Regions from separate parts of the Mus musculus genome. Here region 1 is linked to region 2. Evidence: chromatin contacts called from public Hi-C data. All regions are on one chromosome and are shown on one strand. Each heading gives the region's core, a stretch centred on a gene start, on an enhancer-like site or on the middle of the called end of the contact. The rest is flanking DNA. Distances are from core to core; before and after follow the strand shown.

Region 1 (3,710 bases), core at 569-3,068, 100 kb before region 2:
TCTGGAGAGATCTATCTGTTCCCAAAGCAGGGCCAGCCATCAAACTAGATCTTTGCAGTCTGCCCCCCAGTGTGACCATGCTCCCTGCAATGGATGGGAACAAGAGGACATGAGGAGGTTCTATGGGAAAATACCCCATTTCTTTGAAGCCTGTTCCTTTCTGTAAAGGGTGGTTTCTATAGAAAGTAAATAACTTTAATTATTAAAAAAAAATGACAGCGTATCACTTCTCTTTGGAATAATCTTTGTATTTAATGAGAACTATTATTATTTCTTTATATAAACAATCCAAGGATCTTGGATTTAAAATTAATTTGACCATTTATTTTCTTTTTTCTCCTTTGAAACAGAGACTTACTATGCAACCGAGGTTGGTCTAGAATTTGCTATGTACCCTAGGCTGGCCTCAACCACCTCACCCTACCTCAGTCTTGAAACTGCTAGGATTTCAGGCGTGTGACAGCACAGCCAGTAAAAATTAACATTTGAGTTGCAATGACTCACATTTAGCTGGTAACTTCCAAAAGGCTGCAATTGCATGTTACATACATATGTTTAAATTTTTAAAATTAAAAAAAAAGTGTTTTTTTCCCCTAGATTCATGTTTTGTTTAGATAGAAATTCAGTGTCCTAGCTTGATGGAGCAGTGCAGGGCCTTTTCTCTTCTGGGGTCCCACCTTGAGCAAAGCTTTACTGGTTCCCACCCAACCCTGGCTTAACCTGGTGTCCTCTCTGTCTCCTTGTTTCGCTCACAGATTGTCCTCTAGTTTCAAATGCCTGTCAGTGAGCTGAGATGACAGATTTGCCTGTGCTGGTGTGCCGAGGCAGTATGTAGTTGAGCTCAAGCGTCCTGGAACCAGCTCCCGTGGCACTGCTGTGCCCTGTGGTGACTTTGAGGGCAGGAGTTGAGGTGAACGTGAATCCAGGGGAACGGGAGAGCAGAGTGGTCTACGTGACTCCCAGCATCTCACTGGGCAAGGACAGCACTATCCTGCATCTTATTTTTTTTTTTTTCCAATTTTTGGGTGTAGACTTCTGAGCCACTCTGGAGACAATAGAACCATCCCCAGTGATGTCCAAAGTGACATGCCCTTGCTCATCTCAGCCCCAGACGGTGAGCGACAGTGAACTTTCGGTGCCTAGCAGCACTTTGTCATATAGAGTGGGTTATTAATACTACCCCGGAGCCTTGGCAAACACCATCCTCCACCACATTCCACATTATACTTTTTCGTAAACATCTTATCTCATCCAACCCAACATAGCTCCTAATTCTTTATATAACCATGAAACTCAACACTCCACCTTCGTTGGATGGGTCCTTCTCAAACTTGCTCTATATTACAACAACATTAATTGCTATTTTATGCTCATCCACAGACAGACATCTTCACAACTTCTTGGTAACTTACAAGTGCACTGGTTGACAGCATCCTCAATTAGCAGAGTCATTTCCATATCCTGGACATATACATTGATCAGAAAAGATGACAATTTATTTTTAGACAGACGCAGCCTGCATAATTTAAATATATTTCCCATTTGGCAAAAATGGTGTTGTAGCTAATGTATGTTCAATATTTCCAAAAACATTGGTACTTTCCCATAAATATCTTCCATATTTTTTTTCAGTGAGTAATAAAAAAGGTTGAGGTGGGATGTGTTTTAGCCCACCACATTATATCACTCCTATTTTTCCTCTTTGTTGGATGGCAATCAGGGGCCCCGATGCCAAGCTTTGGAAGCAACAGCATCTGGCTCCTTGGCAGAACCCGCAGGCAGACTTGTTGCCAGCCTCTAAGCTGTGTCTGGGTCTGTTGCAGGGTTTGGCTGCAGATGGGCGCTCTGGGTTGCCTCGTGCTTCTGGAAGCCAGTCCTGGCGTTCCTTTTATTCTGAGGACTTTACTCATTTTTATTCATTTGTGAAGAAGGGCCCATCCAAATGTTTTATGAAACCAACACAGGAGAACATTAATGGATCAAGTTTTGCCTTTGAAGAGGCAGAGGTCAGTGTGCGTTTAGGCAGGAGACACCACACGCTGAAGACAAGTCCACGCGTGGGCGAGCATCGTCCCTTGAGCTTCTTTCGATTCCACAGAGCTCTGAAGGAGGATGGATTTGTATTCCTGTCCCTCCCTCCTTCCCTCCCTCCCTCCCTCCCTCCCTCGATCCCTCCCTCCCTTAGGATGGGGCTGCGTGCTTACTGGAAAAACAGAACCGGGGAGCTCAGCCATCCTCAGATGGAGAAAGCCTCCTGTTTCTTTTGTGGTTTTAATGGAACCAGACCCCGAGGACACAAGGACCATGGCGGAGGTCCTCTGTGCTCTGCTCTCTTCTACTGTGTTATTGTTCACCTGAGTATGGAACTACACTATGACAAGAAAAAACGGTGCACATTAAGTCTTAATTTAGTCTGAGCTAAGCACATACATGGAAGATGGAGCACTCTACTAGCTTTTGCCAAGACTGTGGCCTCTAGGGCAAGAGTTTCCGGGTTTCTTAGAATTTTGAAATGCTCTCTCCAGCTTGATGGTGCAGTCCTGTGATACCAGGAATTGGGGAGCAGACGAATGTTAGGGAGTTCAAGGCCACCCCGGGCAACATAGCACACTAGATTCCATCTCATAAAAACAACAAAACCCAAAGACACCCAAATCATAGCACCCCACCAACAAAAGAAAGAAACACTCCTAGTACCATCCATGCTACTTATCACCCAGATCCACTAAAACCAAACCAAAATAAAACAAAAAAATCCAACAAACAACAACAGCAACAAAAACCTCCAAGTCTGCTTGAGGCAGAATTAAGAGCACTAGCTGCTCTTGCAGAGGACCTGGGGTCAATTCCCAGTGTGTACAAGGTGGCTCACAACCATCTGTAACTCCAGTCCCAGAGCATCTGATGCATTCTTTTGGCCTCTGTGAGCACATGGTACACAGATATGCATGCAAACAAATCACCATACCCATAAAATGAAGGAAAAAAAGCAACAAATCTCTGATTTGCACATACACAATACCACTATTTTAATTAACATATATTTTACTCTTGTTCTGAAGATGTAAACATTTTGTGGTGTCTCCTGAGTGTGTTCCTCTCATTGACTTTTTTATCGGTAGCTTATGATTGAATACCTGCTATTTTGTCAAACACCAAGTCCTGCTCTCGTGGTGTTTATTTTCTATTAGAGGAAGGATGCTATGAAATTGACTCCCGAGATCACTGTAGACGGAAAGAGTGCTATTAGGAAAATAAAACTGTAACATGCAGAACATTGTAGTGGAGGTGGAGAGCCATTCAAGACGGATTTGGGCCCACTTCTGGGCATCTATCCAAAGGAAATAAAATTACTATCTCAAAGAAAGCTGCAGAAGCTGAGGAGATGGCTTGGTTGAGAGCGCTGGCTAGTCTTGCAGAGGACTCAGTTCAGATCTCAGAAACTATACTGGAAGGCCTGTAACTCCAGTCATGGGGGATCTGACACTCTCTTCTGGACTCTTCTGGCACCTGCACATACATGTGCAAACACGCGCGCGCGCGCGCGCACACACACACACACACACACACACACACACACAGAGTAACGTGTAAGGTGACGTATATGTCAATCAGCTTGTTGATAGAATCTCTTAAGTGTATCCAAACATCATGGTAAACATCTTTAATATGTGAACTTTTTTTTGTTTTGTGTGACTGTGTGTGTGTCC
Region 2 (3,813 bases), core at 737-3,236:
GTGAAGTGAGTGCTCTCCAAGCAGCAACGTATTCCAAAAGAATGCGGTGAGAACTCCGCCGCTGTTACCTGCCACCGTCGTCAGACATATATATCCTCCTGGATTGCCGTGGACAGCTCTTCTAGTTTGGGTGCCTGGTGACTCATCATAGCTAGCTCAGGCAGAAATCCTCTGGTCACTTGTCTTAAGGTTTCCCACCGCCCCAGCTGATCTCTGCTTCCCCAGCCAGATGTGCATCCTTCCTGCCTTTCTGTTGGCTGCCACCAGTGAAGGACTAAGAATGAACAGCCCCCACTGGAAAACTCAGTTAGGTGGAGTCCCAAGCCGTCTCCCAAGGATGGACTTCCTTCTTTACAAAATGACTCATCCACCCACCCGTTCCTTCAGCAAACCAGGGAATGCTCAGTGTTTACAAGACTCCAGGCTAGTAACCTCCAGACCCCACATGATCAGGACACACCTCTGCACTTGAAAGTGGAACAAAGTCACGCACAAGAAAGAGGTCAGGGCTGTGCAGGCCATGAAATGCAGAAAGGAAGACACACACAGAAAGGGGGAGTCCCTTTCCAACTTCTGTCCCTGCAACAAGAACCCTGGGGTAAGCAGCTTCTGTGAGAGAAGGGGGTTTGTTGTTGTTTGTTTGTGTTTGTTTGTTGTAGCTCACAGTTTTGGAATCTCCACTCTATGGTCCAATTGTCCCCAGGGTCTGTGGTGGGGCAGCACACCAAAAAGGGAATGCTGGGTACAGCAAGTAACTGTGAAACAGTTTGAGAACCAGGAAAGGAGCTAGGGTCCCATGATCCCCTTCAAGGTCACATCCACACCGTCCTAACTTCTTCCTACTAAGTCTCACTCATAAAGATTTCATGGAATCCAGTATAGACATGGGCTGCTTTTCTGTACATGAGCCCTCCCTGTCTCTTCCTGGTGCTATGATAAACTGTCCTGAGGAAAGATGGCCATATTCAGGCTCACAGTTCAAGGGAATACATTCCAATATGGTGGACAAAGGATGGCAGCAGGAGCAGAAAGCTGCCTGGCTGTCTTTCCTAGGCAGTCGGGAAGCAGAAAGAGGACAGGAAATGGGGCTGGATTATAAAATCAGAAGCAGGAGAAAGCCACAAGTTCTAGGCCAACCAGGGCTACATAGCAACATCCCGTCTCAGGTAGATAGATAGATAGATAGATAGATAGATAGATAGATAGATAGACAGACAGACAAAATAAATGGAGGGAAATGAGAGAGAAAGAGAGGGGAAGGGGAGTGGGAAGGAAAAACAGAGAGGAAGAAAAACAAAGGTTGCACAAGGTATAGATGAGATGACATATAGCCAGTGCACCGTTAGTGACCACCAATGCTATTTCACTTACACAAATGTAGCAGGCTCCTTCGGAGAGTAATTGGAAAGCCCAGAATCTAAGAATTGTAAAGGGAAAATCACCTGCCACCCCTAACGATGACCAAGTGTTGGTAACTGTGGCTGGTGACAGCCAGCAGGGGTTTCTAAGCAGGCAGCTGCAGTGCCAGCTTTGGAGATAGGCGGGGCTCAGCCCATCAACTGGTTTTGACCTTGGGCACACTACTTCACCCTTGGACTCTTGATTCTTCTGTATCACAGTTTGTGGGAGACACCAGCTTCCTGCGGTTGATGTGAGAATGTGAGCGTCACTATCAAATGCCCAATTCACAATAGGTCGCAGTGGTCTCAATGGGAACGAGAACAGACACGTGTGTTACAGGCAGTGAACGCCATGGCATTTAGGAATGACCATACAGAGGGAGCACGGGAGGCTGGCAAGGGCAGCAGAATGTCTCTCCAGGCCAAGCCTGGGAAAGCACTGACCTCCACACTCTATGGTTCCTATCTTCCACCTCTCTCCCTTCCCTCCAGGTCGGGATGCTGGCAGGAAGCAGCCTGTGGGTGGTGTGGAAGGTGTGGAAGCTGTGACAGTAATACCAACAGTAGCTGTAGTAATAGCTGGCACCTTCCTGGAGGATCGCTGTGTGCCAGGCATGGAGCCAAGCCCCTTCTCACCTCCCCCTCAATTCCAAGAAAGGGGGATGGAGGGATGGAAGGGTTCTGCTTCAGAAGCTAGGCCTGTGAGCGGCCTCCCGGAGATTGGGGGACTACATGGATGATGTCTGAGCCCCACCACCAGACCTTCCTAAACCCACCTCCCTGAGACCTCTGTTAAGTTTGTGCTTCCGAGAACAACCAAGTCAGTGGGAAATACACAGAGCGTGATACACATACCAGAAAGACTCCAGCATGGAAGAGGCTGACTCTTTCTCAGATTGGAACCTGCCCCATGAACCTCAAATCTACATTGCCATAGAAAGCAAGCAACCCCCCCCCCACACACACACACCCCAGCTCACAATGTGTTGAACATCAATTAAATGTAAACTGAGTCCTAAACACAAAAAGGAGATGCAGTAAGGCTGAGTTTGCTGGCCAGGATTTGTCTAGATGGGAGCCTAGCTTCTGTTAGAAGGCACGGACAAGCTTTGGGTACTCCAGAGCATATGCATAGTCAGAATAATTGATGGTAGTTTTCTCCATCAAACACAGGATGGTCTCAGTGGCCTCAGTGGATCCCTGATCCATGGACGATGTGGGGCATAGCCATCTCGTTTACCACTCTGAGTAGCACCAAGAGGCAGGAAGCACATTAGGAAACAAAACAAAACAACAACAAAAACCAAAACCAAATCTCAAATCCATACTACAACCCAGTTGTGTGACTGTAGATCAGTCACTTCTCATCCCTTATCTGAGCCTGAAATTTGACTAAGTTGAAACCCCGATTTGTGGCTTTCAAAGGTGACCCTCTTTAGTCATTCAAATCTGAATTTCTGGGTCATCAAATCGAGGCAAAAGAAACTGGTACCAGGCTTCTTCTAGATTCAGCATCAGTCACCACTCATACTATGGGTTAGGGTATTTGTGAGGCTCTGGGGGAAAGTCAGGCCGTTAAGAACTGTACAGTAGGGGCATGAACCCAGTGTAGGGGGAGGAGGGATCTGTTGCCAAGGGGGAGTGGGCTGCAAAGCAGAGTGAGCAAGACACACCAAGAGGAAAGGACAGTTCAGCTTGGGTTTTCTCGAGCCAGGCGATGCCAGCTTTCTCAGAACGTTTGCTGGGTAAGTGATGTAAGAGAGAGAGAGAGCTACCACCACAGAGATCAGCTAAGCAAGCACTCGAGGTTCAGGCCCTCGGCCCACCCACCTCATAGCTCATTGCCTTTACAGCAGCTATGCTGGTCCTCAGGCACCAGGAAAAGACGTCGACTGAATGTTCCAGGTCAGTGGAGAGGGTCCCTCTAAGGACAGATCCCTGGGGACAGAAGCCGCAGGTGGAGTGGCAAAGAGAAGTAAAAGCTGACAGGCACAGCTGAGCCCAGGGGAAGTACCAGCCGGAAAGGGGTGAGGCCAAGCAAGAGGAAGAGCTGGCACATCTGGATACTCACGAGGTGCCAAACCCTAGACCCATACACACCCTGCTCATATTATCTTTAATTCTTTCAAGAGATCTGTGAAGTCTGTATTGCTAGATCTACTTTAGAACAGAAAACCACAGCTCAGGCACTGGGAAACATCATGAACAACAAGAATCTGGGAAATGGAAGGAAGGTCTGGGATTTGAACCCAGATTCTGCCAATATTCTTCCCACCTCCCTGGGCTGTCTCCTGGGGAAGGACAGTATGGAGACTCAGGTCAGAATGGTGTATGATTCTAGTGCTTCCACCCTGCCAGCCACCCGACTGCCCCACTACTCCAAGTACATTGACTGACTGGATCTATAATCCAA

Evidence for each region. Hi-C and Micro-C count contacts between places; a contact is called where the count stands out from the background.
Region 1: a Hi-C map of cerebral cortex shows a contact between it and region 2, with 6 times the contacts expected there. The contact joins two enhancer-like sites. A contact is called at or near these places in 15 of 484 Hi-C or Micro-C datasets (Sertoli cells, bone marrow-derived dendritic cells, brain and 9 more), 4 of 115 datasets of contacts at active chromatin or transcription factors (embryonic forebrain, forebrain, kidney and 1 more) and 1 of 9 other capture datasets (embryonic stem cells).

What each region holds. Positions count from the first base shown.
Region 1 is chr1:177,571,624-177,575,333 of GRCm38.p6, reverse strand. All of the region lies in intron 2 of Gm30013 (a long non-coding RNA gene), which reads right to left. Among named protein-coding and RNA genes, the nearest start is that of Gm51282, 6.0 kb to the left of the region's middle. Within about 2 kb of position 1,818, at least 26 of the 459 cell types and tissues checked have an H3K27ac peak or open chromatin away from gene starts, as enhancers often do. A contact at or near this core is called in cerebellar granule neurons and cerebral cortex, where this site is marked.
Region 2 is chr1:177,466,859-177,470,671 of GRCm38.p6, reverse strand. No RefSeq gene overlaps it. Among named protein-coding and RNA genes, the nearest start is that of Gm29856, 13 kb to the right of the region's middle. Within about 2 kb of position 1,986, at least 72 of the 459 cell types and tissues checked have an H3K27ac peak or open chromatin away from gene starts, as enhancers often do. A contact at or near this core is called in cerebellar granule neurons and cerebral cortex, where this site is marked.